Regions from separate parts of the Mus musculus genome. Here region 1 is linked to region 2. The links are chromatin contacts, called in public HiChIP or PLAC-seq maps. All regions are on one chromosome and are shown on one strand. Each heading gives the region's core, a stretch centred on a gene start, on an enhancer-like site or on the middle of the called end of the contact. The rest is flanking DNA. Distances are from core to core; before and after follow the strand shown. Region 1 overlaps Syn3 (synapsin III). Region 2 overlaps Syn3 (synapsin III).

Region 1 (3,099 bases), core at 516-3,015, 320 kb before region 2:
CCTTTTACCTTCTCTGTCCTCCTTTTTCCTGCTTTCTCTCACCCTGTCCCTCCTTCCCCTACTGATTCTTATGCTGATAATGGTTGAGATGGCCATTATCTCTCCTTTCCCCCCTCACCTCTTCTATCCCCCTCCTACTCCATTCCACCACCACCCTTCCTCCTCCACCTCTTCTTCTTCTTACCATTCTTCAGTGAATAAGAATAAAATCATTTGGAAGAAACAGCATTTGTAATGCAAGAACAGGAATGGCCTATCTCCCCAACCCCACCCCTTGCTCTTTGTGGTTTTTTGATCTCTGTGAGTCAGAGGAAGGGAGAAAACTTCTAAGCATCAAATTGATGGAGTTGGCTTCATATTAAAACACCTACAGTTCAAACTTCAGTATGATTTGGTGGCTTTTAAGTCAATCCAATGTCTACTAATTTTCCTTCCATGGCAAAAAAAAAAGCAGGCTATTTTTGTTCATTTTACAAATATTTGCCAGTGTCTACTGTGCTGGATTGCTCATGTGGGGAAGGATAAGGAAGCAGTGGCCCCATCCATAAACAGAAATGGCTTTGAGGGAGGAGTGCTTTTTGAATTGGATTGAAGAGTAGATGGGCTCTCAACATGTGGAGCTGGTGGCATGGACATCATGTGGAGTTGTGGCCCAAGGGCAGAGCAAGTTGGTCAGTACAGGGTTATACACAGTCTCGTTGTTTGACTCCAATATAGAACTTACTTTCTTCCCTTGCTCATCTCTCAGTGGAGAGTGCCACCTAGACCTTTCACCATGGTTGCAAATCTGTACAGTCTCCCTCTGCTCCCACACCTACCCTCTGCCATGTCCTCTTGACCCCATATCTTATGATTCCCTAGTCTTTCCACTGCTGTCCCCAAATTGTCAAGGATCTACCTTGGTTGAGCTCATCCAAACGTTCAGCCAATAGTCTTATATCTCTATTTGTTTACTAATCTCCACTTTACTCTTCTTGCCAAAACCAGAGTGATCTGTCTTTGTGTGTGTGTGTGTGTGTGTGTGTGTGTGTGTGTGTGTGTGTGTACACCACTTCTGGGATCCTCTTCTCCCTTGCGTGAGAAAGGAGCCCTGATTTTGCTGCTGTGTGTGCGAAGAGCTGTCTTGGGGGCCGCAGGGGCTCCCTGAGTCTGTCTCTCATCTCCCCTGACAGCACTGAGAAGCAGATGCTTAGAGTGGTTTTTACGAAACTATGCTTAATGTGGGTTTTACAAATCCATACTCAGGACCTTATTCTTGCACAGCAACCCCTTTACCCACTGAACCGTCTTGCTAGCCCCTAGAGGGATATTTCAAAAAGAGTGAATTGGGACCTTTAATGACTTAGCTTCCTCAGAGACTCCCTCCTTGAGTCCTGTCTGAATCTGGAAACTTGGTGGTACTACTCTCAAAGCACCTCACTGCATCAGAGTACTTTAGCTATACATTTAGGGATGGATTATTTGCCTGGGGATAGGGGCCATGCCTGTTTGGATTTCATTCTGTTAAGTAGCATGGGTCCCAGCCCAAACTAGAACTGAAGGAAATATTTGCAGAATGAATAACTGACAGATTCCACACATTCTGGCTGCATGTCACTTTCCAAGAGTGATAAATCACTGCTTCTTATTCTTTCTTCAAAAATCTTGGTTTTCTGTAAACCATCTGGCAAATGTTTAGTTGCCAACCAAGCTGGACCTACCTCATCTCCTTTGTGGTAACTTCAAGGCATGCTTTCACATCCCCTTTGTATCTTAACACTGCCTTTGGCCCAAGTGGGAGGTACCAAAACTGTGTGCAGGAATGGGCACCCGATGGAGCTACTATAACCACCCAGGGATACTGGGAACACTTCAGGAGTCTGTGAGGGCTAGAATCATGATGGAAAATGTTGGCTGACTCGGACATTCTTACTTCTAGTCATGTAGAGCCAGAAAGTAAATTAGTCAGGAAACCAATTAGGATGTCATTTAGCCATTTGTCTCTGGAAGACATCCTTTCTCAAACTCTTTGAATGGCTTGTGTTTGGCCCATCTGGATCAATGGGTGGGTCTCATAAGCAACCCCAACCCCTTGGAAATTCACACTCATCCTCTAGCACTGTAAAGAGAAGTATTAGGATAAAAGCCACTGTTTAGTCTAAGCTGGCCTCTCAACGAAGGGCCAGATTAGCCAGATAATTGTGCTGTCTGGGCTTTGTTGGACAGAGTCAAAGAGTTAGTTGTGGTTGGCCTAGAGGAAGCCTCCACCCCATCTCTCCACCCTCTTCCTCACAATTCCAAAACCACTTGCCTGGCTGTATCAGAGCCAGGAATCCGAATGCCCAGGGAGGCAAGTAGAGAGTTGCTTCACTTTGCATCTGATTACCCAGCCGCCTCTCCAGGGTCAGACTGTGGCATCCTGGTGGGATTAGAGAGTATTTGGCCAGTATTTGGTTTGGTCTGCCAAGCTCTCCTGTTTGTATTTGAAGCCAGATAACTTTTCCACAGACACAAGTCACTCCTCTATGAGATCAAGAGGTAGGGTCTGTGGATGAATACATTAATGTTAAGTAGACCCACAGACTGAGAACGTTTTCTACTAGGACTGAGTAGCAGGGAACCCTGGGCCTGGTCAAACTGGAAATGAAAAGAAGGGAGGAAAGGATAAGGGGAGCAAGAGAGAGAAAGAGAGAAAGAGAGTGGCCATATTCAGTCTTTTCTCAGTATTAATGGAGATATCAAGGCAGACAGAACCTACTCCAGCAATCTTAGAGAGTCTTACATCTGAGCACAGGAGACTCCCTTTGCAGTCTCTGTTCTTGAATGATTGAAAGGGAAATAGGTCGAAGTGTTTGGACCAACAGAGCCTGTACAGATTGAGGATCTTCTGGACCAGAAGTGTCTCAGATTTATTTATTTTCCCACATACATGATGACATATTATAGGAGGGAAGCTGAATCTAAATACAAAGTTAATTTCTGTTTGCCATGTGACATGTACACTGAATAGAGATTCTACATAATATTGTTAGTGCACCTATATCTTGATTATGACCTGTTGCTTGAGGCCAGGGCTGACATGGTAACCTTCAGACTTTTAGACAGGGAACATTTTGAAAT
Region 2 (3,077 bases), core at 284-2,783:
GCTTAGACCTGTGGTTTCTACATTCATCTGGTGAGCAAGGCAGGAGAAAAAGTCAGGGTCAGGCTTGTTGAAGGAGCAACTTTGTAGCAATAAGAACACTAGAGACTGTCCAACTTCTCAAGTGGGGTGTTCTTACCATTATACAGGCAGTGTCTTAGCAGATGTCCAAGCCCCTAAAATTCAGACAAATATGTAGGTGCAAAGAGTTTGCTATTTCTCACAGGTAACTTCACACAAAGGCCTCATAGTTCCAAATATGAGGGCTCCAACCTGTAATCCCCATACCAGGGATGTTAAGGCAGAACGATTGCTATAAGTTAGAGACTAAGCTGAGCTGCATAGTTTAGCCTACTACATACCTAGTTGGGCTATGTAGTGGGACATTTTCTCAAAACGAACAGAAAATGGCACCTCTGGTAGATCCCTGTATTACTCTTCATTGATGAGTTTCTATAGCTTGAATTAATTGAAAGGAATAGTGTAATATATCTCCATTTGAAGGAATTTAGAATCACCATGGAAAATCCAGGTCTGGATGTATCTATGAGGGTGGTTTCCAGAAAAGTTAACCCCAAGAGAAGAGACTCCCCCTGAATGTGAGCAGCACCGTGCCTTAGGCTGGGGTTTCAGACTAGATAAACAGGAGGAAGCAAACTGAGCACTAGAACCCATCTCTCTCTGCTTCCTAACTGTGGATGCACCATAACCAGCTGTGTCAAGCTCCCCCCACCATGACCTCCCATGCTGTGAATCAAAATAAGCCCTTCGGTGCTGACACAGATTATGTCAGTCATTTTTGCCACAGCAATGAAAAAAGCTATTACACCATCGCAGCATTAAAGGTCAAGTTCAAGGCATCTCCTGGGGAGGCTGAGGCAGAGGGATGCCCTGAGACCCCAGGAATTAGAGGCTAGCCTAGAGAATATAGCGCGACCTACTTTCAAACAAGAAACAATGGAAGAGTCAAGTCTACGTCCCAGGTGCAATGTGGGGAAAGCATGTAGAATATTTCACCAGGTCTCTGACATGAGTCTGCACTCCCCATACACTGGTTATATGCACTTAAATCTCTACATCTCTAACACAGAAGTAATAAAGTCCCACCTGGGGTTATAGTGACACCACAATCAATACATCAGTCCTGCTTAGGAAGGTGACAGTTAACGCTGGTATATGATTACTGTAAGAGAGCTTCAAAGTCCATCTGCAAATATAAACCATTATTTTGATTAACCGCTTACTGAGTTAAAATAAGCAGGAGAACCCGAAGTCCTAACTCTTCCTGCTGCATAGCTACATAAAGGGTGTTGTCCCTCTAAAAGAAGTATCAGGCAGTGAATGGCAGAGCTGAAGCACTCTAGAGAGAGTCTGTCTGTTCCAGAGGACCAGGTGTCGGCCCCAGGTGCAGCGCCTCCAGCAGCCCCAGCATCTCACGTACTCCAACTTGTCCTCGTTCACTGCTGTCATCAGTTCCAAGCAACCCGGAACCCAGATCCCTTCCCTTAGGCTGACTCATGTAGCCAGCTTTCCCAGCTGTCTGCTCTTCAAGTGGGCGGCGGCGGCGGTGGCCCTAGACCTCCCTGCTGGAGAAGGAGAAGGAGATAAGTGAGTGGAGGAATAGGACCCAAGGGAACAGTTAAGAAATCATAAGATTCTCCTGACACTGGGAGTCTGCCAGAAAGGAGAATCATCTGTGCCTTGTGGTCAGCGGAAGCCTGTAGGGTGTGAGTGACGTGGCTTGCAGGACCAAGGCCTGGCTTCTATGAATAAGGGTAATCCATTGTATATTTCTGTCCATATGTATTTCACACTTGAACGCACATACAACTTATAGGCTCCTGCCTTTGGATTTTAAAACATGACCCTTCTGAATGCTCAGTGCTGGAGGGAACAGGCATTCTATGGCTCTGTTAACTTGTTCTGTATCATATGAAAGACAGAGTCCTCCAGACTGAGAGCTCACTAGCAAGGATTTAAGGCTACAATCTTCCCTTGCATTGGGTTATCTTCCACTGGCACATCCTTGGTTCACTGGAAAGAGCCTTGTCCTAGGTTCAAACCTTGTCCTTAGCTTGTCCTGGCAGCCTCTCCATCCCTGGAGTCTGCACTGCTCCTGTGGACCTGTCATTTAAACATAAATGTGGCATCCCTATACATGCATAGGCCTTGGTTTTACTTATCCATCACTTGAGGACCAGTAAGGCCAAGAACATCAAAGTGGCATGTGGCTATGGAGTGGGGAAGAAAGCTGTGGAGAGACATGATTTCCAGCTCCAGTATCTCTTACTTGTGAGCCCATTGCCTCTGCCATTTGCCATCACTGGAAACTTGAGAAAAATGTCTAAACTTCCCAGGACTTCAATCTCACTGAGATGGCCCAGAGCAGATTTTGGTAGTGAGCTAAGGAGGAGAGAGAACACATTAACAATTTCTACATATGTGGCATCTATGTCCCAAAATGCATCATCTGAACCCCCCAAGTCTCCCTGGGCATTAGATCTAAGCCCTGATTCTCACAGGTCCCTCAGGGACATCCTACCAAGGTCACAGATTAGCAGATCAGAGGCAGGGCACTGGAGAGATTGCATGATGGGCAAAGTGCTTTCTGGGTAAGCATGAAGACCTGAGTTCAGATTCCCCAGCATCCATGTAAAAGCTAGGTGTGGTGGCTCCTGTCTGTAACTGTGATGTACTGGGAACAGAGACAAATGGATCCCAGGGGCTCTCCGGCCAGACTGGTCTAGCCAAAACAGTGAGCTCCAGATTCAGTGAGAAACCCTGTCCGGAAAATAAGGAAAAGGGTGGTAGAGGGAGACATTTGACCTTGGTATCTAACTTCCACTCATGCACGCACACACACACACACACACACACACACCAGGGTCAGAATCAAGGTCATCAGGTCTTACAGTTTCCTCTTCTTGCTGCCTGGTAAGGAGGTATCACTGCCCCTGGTGTTTCACAGAGCCCACTCAGGACTTGGTGGGTACAGTCACTGACCCATGCTCAAGCTCATGTCCCTCACTGGTACACCTACAGATCAGTGCCTATTCTGCACTGGGGTGAGAGAATCAATA

The links. HiChIP or PLAC-seq counts read pairs in DNA pulled down with a chosen protein or histone mark.
Region 1: a CTCF HiChIP or PLAC-seq map of the NIH/3T3 cell line shows a contact between it and region 2, with 6 read pairs. The contact joins two enhancer-like sites. A contact is called at or near these places in 1 of 15 datasets of contacts at CTCF or cohesin (the NIH/3T3 cell line), 1 of 484 Hi-C or Micro-C datasets (nephron progenitors), 2 of 115 datasets of contacts at active chromatin or transcription factors (cardiomyocytes and embryonic stem cells) and 1 of 9 other capture datasets (embryonic stem cells).

The regions. Positions count from the first base shown.
Region 1 is chr10:86,444,042-86,447,140 of GRCm38.p6, reverse strand. The region is part of intron 3 of Syn3 (synapsin III); the gene reads left to right. Among named protein-coding and RNA genes, the nearest start is that of Syn3, 53 kb to the left of the region's middle. Within about 2 kb of position 1,765, at least 17 of the 459 cell types and tissues checked have an H3K27ac peak or open chromatin away from gene starts, as enhancers often do. A contact at or near this core is called in the NIH/3T3 cell line, where this site is marked.
Region 2 is chr10:86,125,152-86,128,228 of GRCm38.p6, reverse strand. The region is part of intron 7 of Syn3 (synapsin III); the gene reads left to right. Among named protein-coding and RNA genes, the nearest start is that of 4930486F22Rik, 31 kb to the right of the region's middle. Within about 2 kb of position 1,533, at least 20 of the 459 cell types and tissues checked have an H3K27ac peak or open chromatin away from gene starts, as enhancers often do. A contact at or near this core is called in the NIH/3T3 cell line, where this site is marked.